2 separate regions of the Xenopus laevis genome follow, and region 1 is linked to region 2. Evidence: chromatin contacts called from public Hi-C data. All regions are on one chromosome and are shown on one strand. Each heading gives the region's core, a stretch centred on a gene start, on an enhancer-like site or on the middle of the called end of the contact. The rest is flanking DNA. Distances are from core to core; before and after follow the strand shown. Region 1 holds the start of LOC108697662 (peptidyl-prolyl cis-trans isomerase H-like). Region 2 has its middle 4.7 kb from the start of cdc42.S.

Evidence for each region. Hi-C and Micro-C count contacts between places; a contact is called where the count stands out from the background.
Region 1: a contact with region 2 is called in a Hi-C map of the XL177 cell line, with 3 times the contacts expected there. The contact joins the promoter of LOC108697662 here to the enhancer-like site in region 2. A contact is called at or near these places in 2 of 4 Hi-C or Micro-C datasets (the XL177 cell line and the XTC cell line).

What each region holds. Positions count from the first base shown.
Region 1 is chr7S:82,762,454-82,767,429 of Xenopus_laevis_v10.1, forward strand. It overlaps LOC108697662 (peptidyl-prolyl cis-trans isomerase H-like), which reads right to left and starts at 2,885. Exons shown (of 7, transcript XR_005963074.1): 1 at 2,717-2,885.
Region 2 is chr7S:82,610,360-82,615,172 of Xenopus_laevis_v10.1, forward strand. No RefSeq gene overlaps it. Among protein-coding and RNA genes, the nearest start is that of cdc42.S, 4.7 kb to the left of the region's middle. Within about 2 kb of position 2,127, at least 1 of the 7 cell types and tissues checked has an H3K27ac peak or open chromatin away from gene starts, as enhancers often do.

The DNA.
Region 1 (4,976 bases), core at 1,635-4,134, 150 kb after region 2:
TGCGTGTGGCCTACTTTGCCTGCCCCATGCTCCCTGTGTATGCCATAATCTGCCTGCCCTAAACTCCCTTTGTGTGCCATAATCCGCTGTCCCTATTTTCCTTGGGTGTGCCATACTCTGTCTGTGTGTGCTATACTCTGCCAGTGTGTAATACTCTGCCTTCCCATATGTGTGTGCCCTGCTCTGCCTGTGAAACATAAGCCTGGAATTTGTTCTGGGAGTTTGTTAGCATTTGAAAATTATTGTTAGGGGCCCCTATGGTGTTTAATCATGTGCTGGGGGGTACTGTGTTATCCACAGGGGAAGAGGAGACATATGGAATAAGGGTACGTCTTAATATGACTTAACTTTTTTTCACATATGTGTGATATCCCTGCAGTGAGCACCAACCATTTGGTTTTTTGGTGTGCTATTAATGTGGACATGGTTTTGTGATAACATGGGTGTGGTTTAAAGTGGGTGTGGTCTAAAACAGGGAGTGGCTAACACTGGCTTCATTATTGGCCTTCCACCATGTAGACCAGAAAAAAATCCGGCCCTTGGTAGCACAGAAGTTGGACAGCACTGATCTAATGTATGGCCATCTTAATTCTTTATGAAATCCCAAGCATTACAATTTAAAAAAAAACATACTAAGTTTATTTGTAGCCTGGTGTCTTTATTGTACCCATTCCACCAACTCCTCGCTACACAGTTACAGGTATGGGACCTGTTATCCAGAATGTTAGGGACCGGGTTTTCCAGATATCATATCTTTATGTAATTTAGATCTTCATACCTTAAGTCTACTAGAGAATCATGTAAACATTAAATGGGAATTCCGACTTCCAAACCAAAATTTGATAAAGAGGCCCACATAACACAGAAACCCCTAATATACCCATACCAAGTCAAATTGAACCATGAATTGCAAAATCAGGCTGATTAATGATAATAATAATTCATTAATAAAGGTGCTAGTTAATAAATTAAGTAAAGTGCTAGTGCAAATAAATAAAGTGAAATTAATCAGTACCAAGGGCTGATAACAAAATTAATTATTTCTAAGTCCAATGGGTGTATTACCCCACCAATAGATTCCAATAGCACCCCTTAATAAGTAAATTCATTCATTAATTCATATAGATTGTGATTGAACAAGACTTTCGCCTTGACAAAGCTTCTAAGCGAAACGCGCGTCGGCGTTCTCTTGAAAATTGATCTCCTTATCTTAACAAATCTGATCCTGAAACAACAATTCCATTAGGGGAATATACTGGATATCTTTATAGGGGCAGGAATTTTGGTCTAAATACTTTACTATACCACCTCTTTTATCTTCCTTCCATTCTAAGGGGCCGTGAGTTTGTGGTTTTTTAGGGCTATTTAGCCTCTTTTAATTGTTAGGGCAAGTTAAATTACAAGGCCACAGCTCCGGTTACCCTGTCCTGCCTTGACTTTGTGGTGTCCCAGGCTTTAGAAACAAAATAGGCAGTTAGTTTTTGGGACAACTCCACCTACTATATTTTCCAATTTCTCTCAACTCTAATCTTGGAATATGACCGAATAACCTTTTAACCCATTCCGAATTTTGGCCATCTTTTTATCAACTCCTTTTTAACCATCTAATTAATTACCAAGTCTCATTTTTTAACCTATTTATTGCACCGCACTTTATTGGTGTAATTTATTGCAATATTAATTTACTATATTTATCTTGTTCAATCACACTCTATATGAATTAATGAATGAATTTACTTATTAAGGGGTGCTATTGGAATCTATTGGTGGGGTAATACACCCATTGGACTTAGAAATAATTAATTTTGTTATCAGCCCTTGGTACTGATTAATTTCACTTTATTTATTTGCACTAGCACTTTACTTAATTTATTAACTAGCACCTTTATTAATGAATTATTATTATCATTAATCAGCCTGATTTTGCAATTCATGGTTCAATTTGACTTGGTATAGGTATAGAAACTTCTATTTGGTGGGGTTTCTTTTTTCTTAAACTATATTAATACTTTTTCATCTGACCCGGTCAGACCTCCACCTATAGTTGGGTTAAATAAGGATCCAATATATTTACATATACACACAGGGATACCAATCCGTGTGTTTCCCCTAATATACCCATCACAGTTAGCTGTTTCTTCAAAAAGTATAAATAAATGCCATTTTCTATGCTGAAATCCAGTTGTTTAACAGTCCTTCTCTTTCTGCATCATTTGAAATCCTTGCAGGAAAAGAGGGACTAAACACTGATGTAACAATTATAGGTTATAATAGAGTCTATGGGAGACAACCTATCTGTAATTCTGAGCTTTCTGGATAACTGGTTTCCGGATAACGAATCCCATACCTGTATGATCGAATAGAGCTTATTAAACTGAAAATCCTCTGCCCGCACTACAGTAGGGCAGACTGCTGGTCAACAATACAGTAAAATCTAGACTGATGAAGTCAGAGAAGTCAAGTATACATATGACTAAATGTCTGCGATGTATTCTGTATCTCATGTCTTGCACACAACTAGTAGCAGTGTACAATTAATGCAATTTTTAATTATATTAAAAAGGCCACATTGGTCTCGGCAGTCATAAACCTTGTTTAAACCTTTGTTTTATATAAAAGTTGCATAGAGATCATTTCTTTCATTTTGGGACCTTTCACCACATGGCAACTTGATAAACAACCAAACAAAATGAGACACAGTTTATGCTTAACTGACCTCCTTTGCGGACACATTTTGTACATCGTCCAAGGTACGTAGCTGAGATTCTTGTTGATGAATTTTATGCTGAAGGGCAGAATTATTCTGTGTTAATACTGTCTCTTTGTCTAGAAGAATTTCTATTTGGTGCTTAAGATCTTTGCAGCTCTGTTCCAAAACTTTTCTGAAATTATATTGAATGCGAATTTCTATGCAACATTGGCAAAAACAATTCTATAATATATATCAGAATATTTAAACAGCATGTACATGCTAATACATTGTTTTTTATATTTCTTGGTTCATGGCAAGCATGCAGCACCAAATGAAAATGTAATGACAGCAAAAATGAATTGTTTTAAAGGGTTAAAGCAGATCCCATAGCAATATCTTATTGAGTGACCAGAGTAACACCCTTGTAGGCCACCATCAGGGGCCCCATGGCAGAGGGGTGCACAAGAGATGTGAAGATTTGATTTGTAAAATGGGGAGTGGGTGGATTGTAGTCTTATGTAATAGGTAGCGACTAGACAGGGAATATAAATGACCATATTTTGTTATTGGAGTACTATTGTGCTTATTTGGCAAGATCTACTGCCCAGATGGGAGCAGTGGATTAAAAACTGAGGCCACCTTTAAGGGGTAGTGTGGGGCTCCAAGATTTCTGATGAAACCCTTGACCCTGTTATCTAACAGACAAAACCTCTCACTTATGTTCCTTATGTTCCTTCACTGTGTAAACTTTGTAAAAGAAAAAGAAAATTGAAAAGACAAAAGCAGTTGATCTGTCCAAATACAGTCTGAGAAATTTATGTTGCAATAAAAGAGGGTAGATTTATCAAGGGTCGAATTGTAAATTAGAATTTTCGAGTTTTTTTATGGTCAAAAAAACGTTTTTCAAAAAATTCGAAATTTGATTTTCAAGTTTTATCATACTCTGGCCCTTTAACAACTCAAATTTGACTATTTGCCACCCTAAACCTGCCAAATTGCTGTTTAAGTCAAAAAGAGATAGCCAGGGATCAATTTGGAGTTGTTAGCAGCCTACCTGACATTCAAGTTATCGAGTTTCAAAAATTCGATTTGAATTTGATTCGAGTTTTCGGGGCGATCCTATTCAACCGAGTTTAAAACATTCGATTTATATAATAAATTTCAATTTAAATGTGCCTCTAGGTCTAGGTGTTGCTAATTTACTGCTGGGAGTTGCATATATGTTTCCATTAAGTAAAGCTGCACCGAAATGCCTTCATGGAAAATTACTGTAAATGAAATTTATGCACATCAAAAAAAGAACAGTTTTGTATTCAGTTTATACATCAGTTTACCTTTAGATGAATAGACAAGGGATGCACCAAATCCACTATTTTGGATTCGGCCAAACCCCCGAATCCTTCTGCGAAAGATTCGGACGAATACTGAACTGAATCCAAATCCTAACTTGCATATCCAAATTAGGGATGGGAAGGAGAAAACATTTTTTACTTTCTTGTTTTGTGACAAAAAGTCACCCGATTTGCATAGGCAAATTAGGATTCGGTTCGGCCGGGCAGAAGGAATTGCTGAAAAAGGCCGTATCCCGGATTTGGTGCATCCCTAGAATAGACATATACATGTTTTTTTTGACACAGTACATATTTTGTAGCTAATAAACAACACAAGGAAGACATAAGGGGTAACTTATAAAGCCCCCCTGGATACAAGTAATCGAGCACTTAGGGAAGCAGAACCATGCCCCTTTGCCCTCAATGAATAAACACTTGCATCTGTGGCCTTTCTGTGCTCTGCATCTTGTACCAAATTCAAATCCAGTGCAAGTTCAGAAAGCAGTGTTGGCAGGCCCTGTCCCTATCACCTACAATAAGGCAGGGCACCCAGCACTGTCTGGATGATGTAATTACAGTCATGCTTGAAAGTTTGTGAATCCTTTAAAATTGTCTATAGTTTTATATGAATGTGATGAAAAACACCAACTGATTTTCAAACAAGTCCTAAAAGTAGATGAAGAATACCTAGTTAAGCAAATAAAACAAAAATTACTATATTTGCTTATGTATTTAGTATTGAAAAAAAATTAGGGATGCACTGAATCCAGGATTCGGTTCGGGATTCGGACAAGATTCAGCCTTTTTCAGCAGCATTCGGATTCGGCCGAATCCTTCTGCCTGGCCGAACCGAATCTGAATTTGCATATGCCTTTTGGACACAAAATAAGGAATTTGCATATGACTTTTGGACACAAAATAAGGAAGTAAAATGTTTTTCCCCTTCCAACATC
Region 2 (4,813 bases), core at 877-3,376:
AGCAATTCGTGCCCGTCAATGTCCCTTTTATTCTCGGCATATATTTTCAAAAAAAGAGAGAACTTGGTCAGCCTTCCATCTGAGAAACAACAGAAGATTGTTCAGGCTATGAAGGTTTTGAAAAGCCAGTCAGTCGTGACAGTTGTCCATTGCCTAAAGATTTTGAGCTTTATGTCCTCAACAATTTAGTTGGTAAAATGGGTGAGATGGCATTCAAGGTACCTGCAGAACGTCTTATTAAGGAAGGTGAGGAATCCACAGCTAAAGTTGCACAGGAAAATTATGTTGCCCCAGGAGCTAGTTAAAATGGTGGTGCGTTCAAGAAAATCTAGGAAGAGGTATGTATTTAGAAAACCAGAATGGATAATCCAGACAACTGATGTGTCAGGTTCCAGTTGGGGAGCTCGCTTTCGAGAACAGTTCGACCAGGGTCCCTAGGAGATGAAGAAGTTGTCATTGAATATCCTTAAACTGAAGGCAATAAAGGAAGCCCTATTCACGTTTGTGGACTTATTGAAGGGAAGAAGCAAAAAGGTGATGTCGAAAAAACATTACAGCAGTTGCTTAAGTACAACAGGGAGGCACTAGCAGTATGGTGTTGTTCGAAGAAGCAGAACATTTTTACCAGTGGGCAGAGTTATGTCTAGAAAATATAACAATGGTTCATCTGCAAAGAACAGAAAATCAGAAAGCAAACTATTTAAGTCGAGTCACTATTACAGACCTAGGAAACTCATGGGGGCTACCAGATGTGGATGCAATGGCATCAGTTAAAAACAGAAAGTGTCAAAGGTTCTTCTCAAGATATCTATGAAAGGAGGCAGTGGCTCTAGATGGCCTGAGACAAGATTGGTCCGTGGGGTTAATTTACGTTTTCCCCTAATTCCTCTCATTTGGAGGTCCTGAGGAAGGAAGATCTGGAAGCATTAGTAGTGATTCCCTTTTGGCCAAGAAAGCCGTGCTTTCCGTTGCTTCGCAAGTTAACCTTGGTGGAACCCAGGAGAATTCAGAAGTTTCCAGGGTGGTCATCCCAGGGAATGTTTCAGTGCCAAGAGGGGAATCGCCTGCCTTGATGGCATGGAGACTTTTGAAAGGAAGAGGCTTAGGAAGCTGAATTTGAAGGAAGATATTATTAGGTTTCTTCTGAAGTCAAGGAAATGTTCAACCTCAATGCAATACTATAAGATCTGGTTAAAATTTGTTCAGTTTGCACTTGCTGGGGGTCAGAACCCCAACTGTACAACAGCCTCTCTTTTCTCGGGATATAAGAAACGTCTTCAGTTGAATATGCTTAAATGCAAGTGTCAGTGGTGTCAGCATTAACAGGAAAGAGTTGGGCTGTGGACCCCTTAGTCCAAAGATTTTATAATACTCTAGTGAGAGAATTCCCACCCTATGTAGACAAGCCTGGAGGGGCTGCCTTTTAACTTCTTGGGGGGAAGTCCTGTCCATTGGCCTGGAGGAAAGTTTAAGCTGGCCATAGATGTAAAGATTTTTAAAAGATATTTTCGTTATTGTGCTTGGCCCTACAAACATAGATAGATTGCACTGGGAGTGATAATTTTTTATTAACATGGCCGATTAATTTTCTGATAGATGTCGGACGAAAAATCTGCAATCGTTCGATTCCCACTAACTTTACGATAATTTGATGGATTGGTCGGATTTAGCTAAAATCGGTCATTCACCAAAGAAAAATCTTTGTGACTATGGGGACCTTAACCCATTGGTTAATGTTGCCATGAAGGCTATCAGGAAACAGAAATTTGAGTGAGTAAATATAATTTCCTGTTATTGCCCATACCATGAGGAATAGTGCCAGCTGGAACCAGAAGGTGACTTCATTTTGTGCTGATCCTAAAACTTTCTTATCTGACACCTCAGTGGAAAGCTTTTTGGGAGAACTTTTGAAAGCTCTTCAGAGTGAAACTATACATGGCCAAACTAAGGAAAAGTATAATGTACTCTGTCAGCAATCATTTTTCTATTTTATGTTAAATCTGCTTTAAACATGCTTGCATAGAGACAGAATGTTACATTTGTGTTAACAAGTCCATTTATTCAGAATGGCACAAGGGTTTTAGATCTTTCCCTTCTAAACCTAGAGAGATTATCTCTTATTTCTGGTCCCTCTCAGTGTGACACAGTTTTTTTTCAAAACAAGGCAATTAAGAGCCTCTATTATAGAGCCAGTAACAATATAAAATGCATTATATTCACATATAATACATAAGAGCCATGAATATGCACAGGTACAGGGGGCAGTAATATAAATGAAAAAGTGTTGTACATTTTCTTGCTCTCTTTATTTAAAAACCATCATGGTAAGGAGGGAAATGGTAATGCAGGACAGGGGGGCACTGAGTGAAGCTCTTGCCTAGGGTGCCAAACTACCTTGTGCCTGCCCTGGCAGGGATGCCACTCATATGTGAAAAAAGTTAAGTCATATTAAGACATAACCATAAATCCATTTGCCTCCTCCTCCCCTGTGTATAATACAGTACCCCAGCATATGATTAAACACCTTAGGGGCCACTAACAATAATTTTCAATTTCTAACAAACCCCCAGAACAAATACCAAAGTATGACACACACAGGGAGCATAGGGAAGGCAGAACAGAGCAGGAGACAGGAATCAGGGCCAGTCTAATATGTACTACATACAGTGATACAGTGCTGGTGCTCCATTAGCATTTTGAATAAGGTGTGAACAGAAGAATAATGTGGGCAGTTTCAGTCTGGGTCTCAGGTGTGAACAGTACAGGGCTTTAGGGGAGTGAACAATAGAGGTGATACAAGTGTGAACAATGCAGGGGGATCACAGGTGTGAACAATGCAGGGGGATTAGTCTGAATTTGAGGTTTAGACAATGCAAGGGCCAGTTAATCTCTGTAGTAATACCTTTTAAATTTTAGATATGGTAAACAGACACAGCAGAAAGACTTTGATGTGGAGGGCCACATGAGGGTGGGGTGACGAGCCGCATGTGGCCCGCGGGCCGCCAGTTGGACAGCCCTGACAGTGCTGTCCAATTTCTGTGCTACAGAGGGCCGGAAATTTTTCCTGACTACATGGTGGAGGGCCAATAATGGAAGCCATTGATGACCACTCCCTGTTTTTAAACCACACCCACTTTAAACCACACCCATGTTACCACAAGACCATGTCCACATTTACGGTGGTAGCACACCAAAAAAACAAATGATTGGTGCTCACTGCAGGGATATCACTTATTACTCATATGTGAAAAAAGTTGTCATATTAAAGGAATTGTTCTGTGTAAAAATAAAAACTGGGCAAAGAGGCTGTACAAAATAATAAATAAATGTTTCTAATATAGTTAGCCAAAAATGTCTAACATAAAAGCCAGAACACTACTTCCTGCTTTTCAGCTCTCTTGGTTTCCACTGATTGGTTACCAGACAGTAACCGATCAGTGACTTGATGGGGGTCACAAGGGACATAACTGTTGCTTTTGAATCTGAGCTGAATGCCGAGGATCAATTGGAAACTCACTGAACAGTTATATCCCATGTGGCCCCCTTATAGTCACTGACTAACTCAGAGTTAGAGAGCTGAAAAGCAGGAAGTAGTGTTCTGGCTATTATGTTACAAATCTAGTCACTCATTTAAATCCATATGCCTCCTTCCCTGTGGATAACTGAGCACCCCCCAGCACATGATTAAACACCTTAGGGCCCCCTAACAATAGTTTTCCAATGCTAACAAACCCCCACAACAAATACAAGGCTTATGTTCCACAAGCAGAGCAGGACACACACAGGTAGAGTATGGCACACAAAGGGAGCATATGGTAGACAGAGTATGACACACACAGGCAAAGTAGGACAGGTCAAGATTATGACACACACAGGGAGCTAAGGAAGGCAGAATAGAGCAGGAGACAGTTTACATTTATCAGGGCCACTCTAAAATGTACTACATATAGTGACTGGTGCCCCATTAGCACTATGAGGTTAACACCTCTGGCTGTGTCAAGGAATGCAAGCCCCAGCAAGTCCCCTTCTGCTTTGGCTACCTGTAGTTCCATTAACAAGTCACTAAGTTCCCTAAATTTTTGGTTACCTTTATTAGATATTTTAGGGAAATCATCAATTCTTTTGAAAAGTGCATTTTCTACTACCTCTGCTGAGCCGTAGCACTCATTAAGTCTGTGCCAGATCATTCTAAGACCGTTCTCTGGGTGGTTTATGTTGATCACCCTGATTCGTTTGGCATGCTCTGCAGACTCGGTACCTAGGTATTTGATTAGGAGGTCTATTTCCTCGCTGTATGAAAGGTCTAAGCCTTTGATAGTGTTTTGAAAGGAGGATTGCCAGGCTCTGAAGCCTTCTGGGCGGTCGTTAAACTTTTCAAGTCCATTGTGACCTGGTTAGTACCAGGATAGGTAGGTGGTTGCATGTAAGTGAGAAGGTGTCGTGTAATCATACCTGTCTGGAGGTTCCCCTTTAGGCTGGTCTGTGACATACCGCTTTAACATAGCAGAGGAAGCTGGTGCAGGGTTAACCCTAGGCTTGGGTACCTGGCTGAAGTGGGTGCTGTAAGCAGGATCACTTTGCTCAGCATGGTCTCTTTGATGCAATTGCAGTTTGCTGCTGGTTTTTGGAGGTGTATGGCATTCTTGGTCTGGCTTGAGGACAGCATGTTGGCCTGTTTGTTGTGCTGAAAGAGAATCTGTGTCCTGTTTGGAGTGCTGGTAGACATACTCTCTAGTGCGTTGTAGTGGATCTTGGGGTTCAATCTCCAAATCGGGTACTTTGCTGTGTCTTTCACTGTCAGGGTATGGAATCA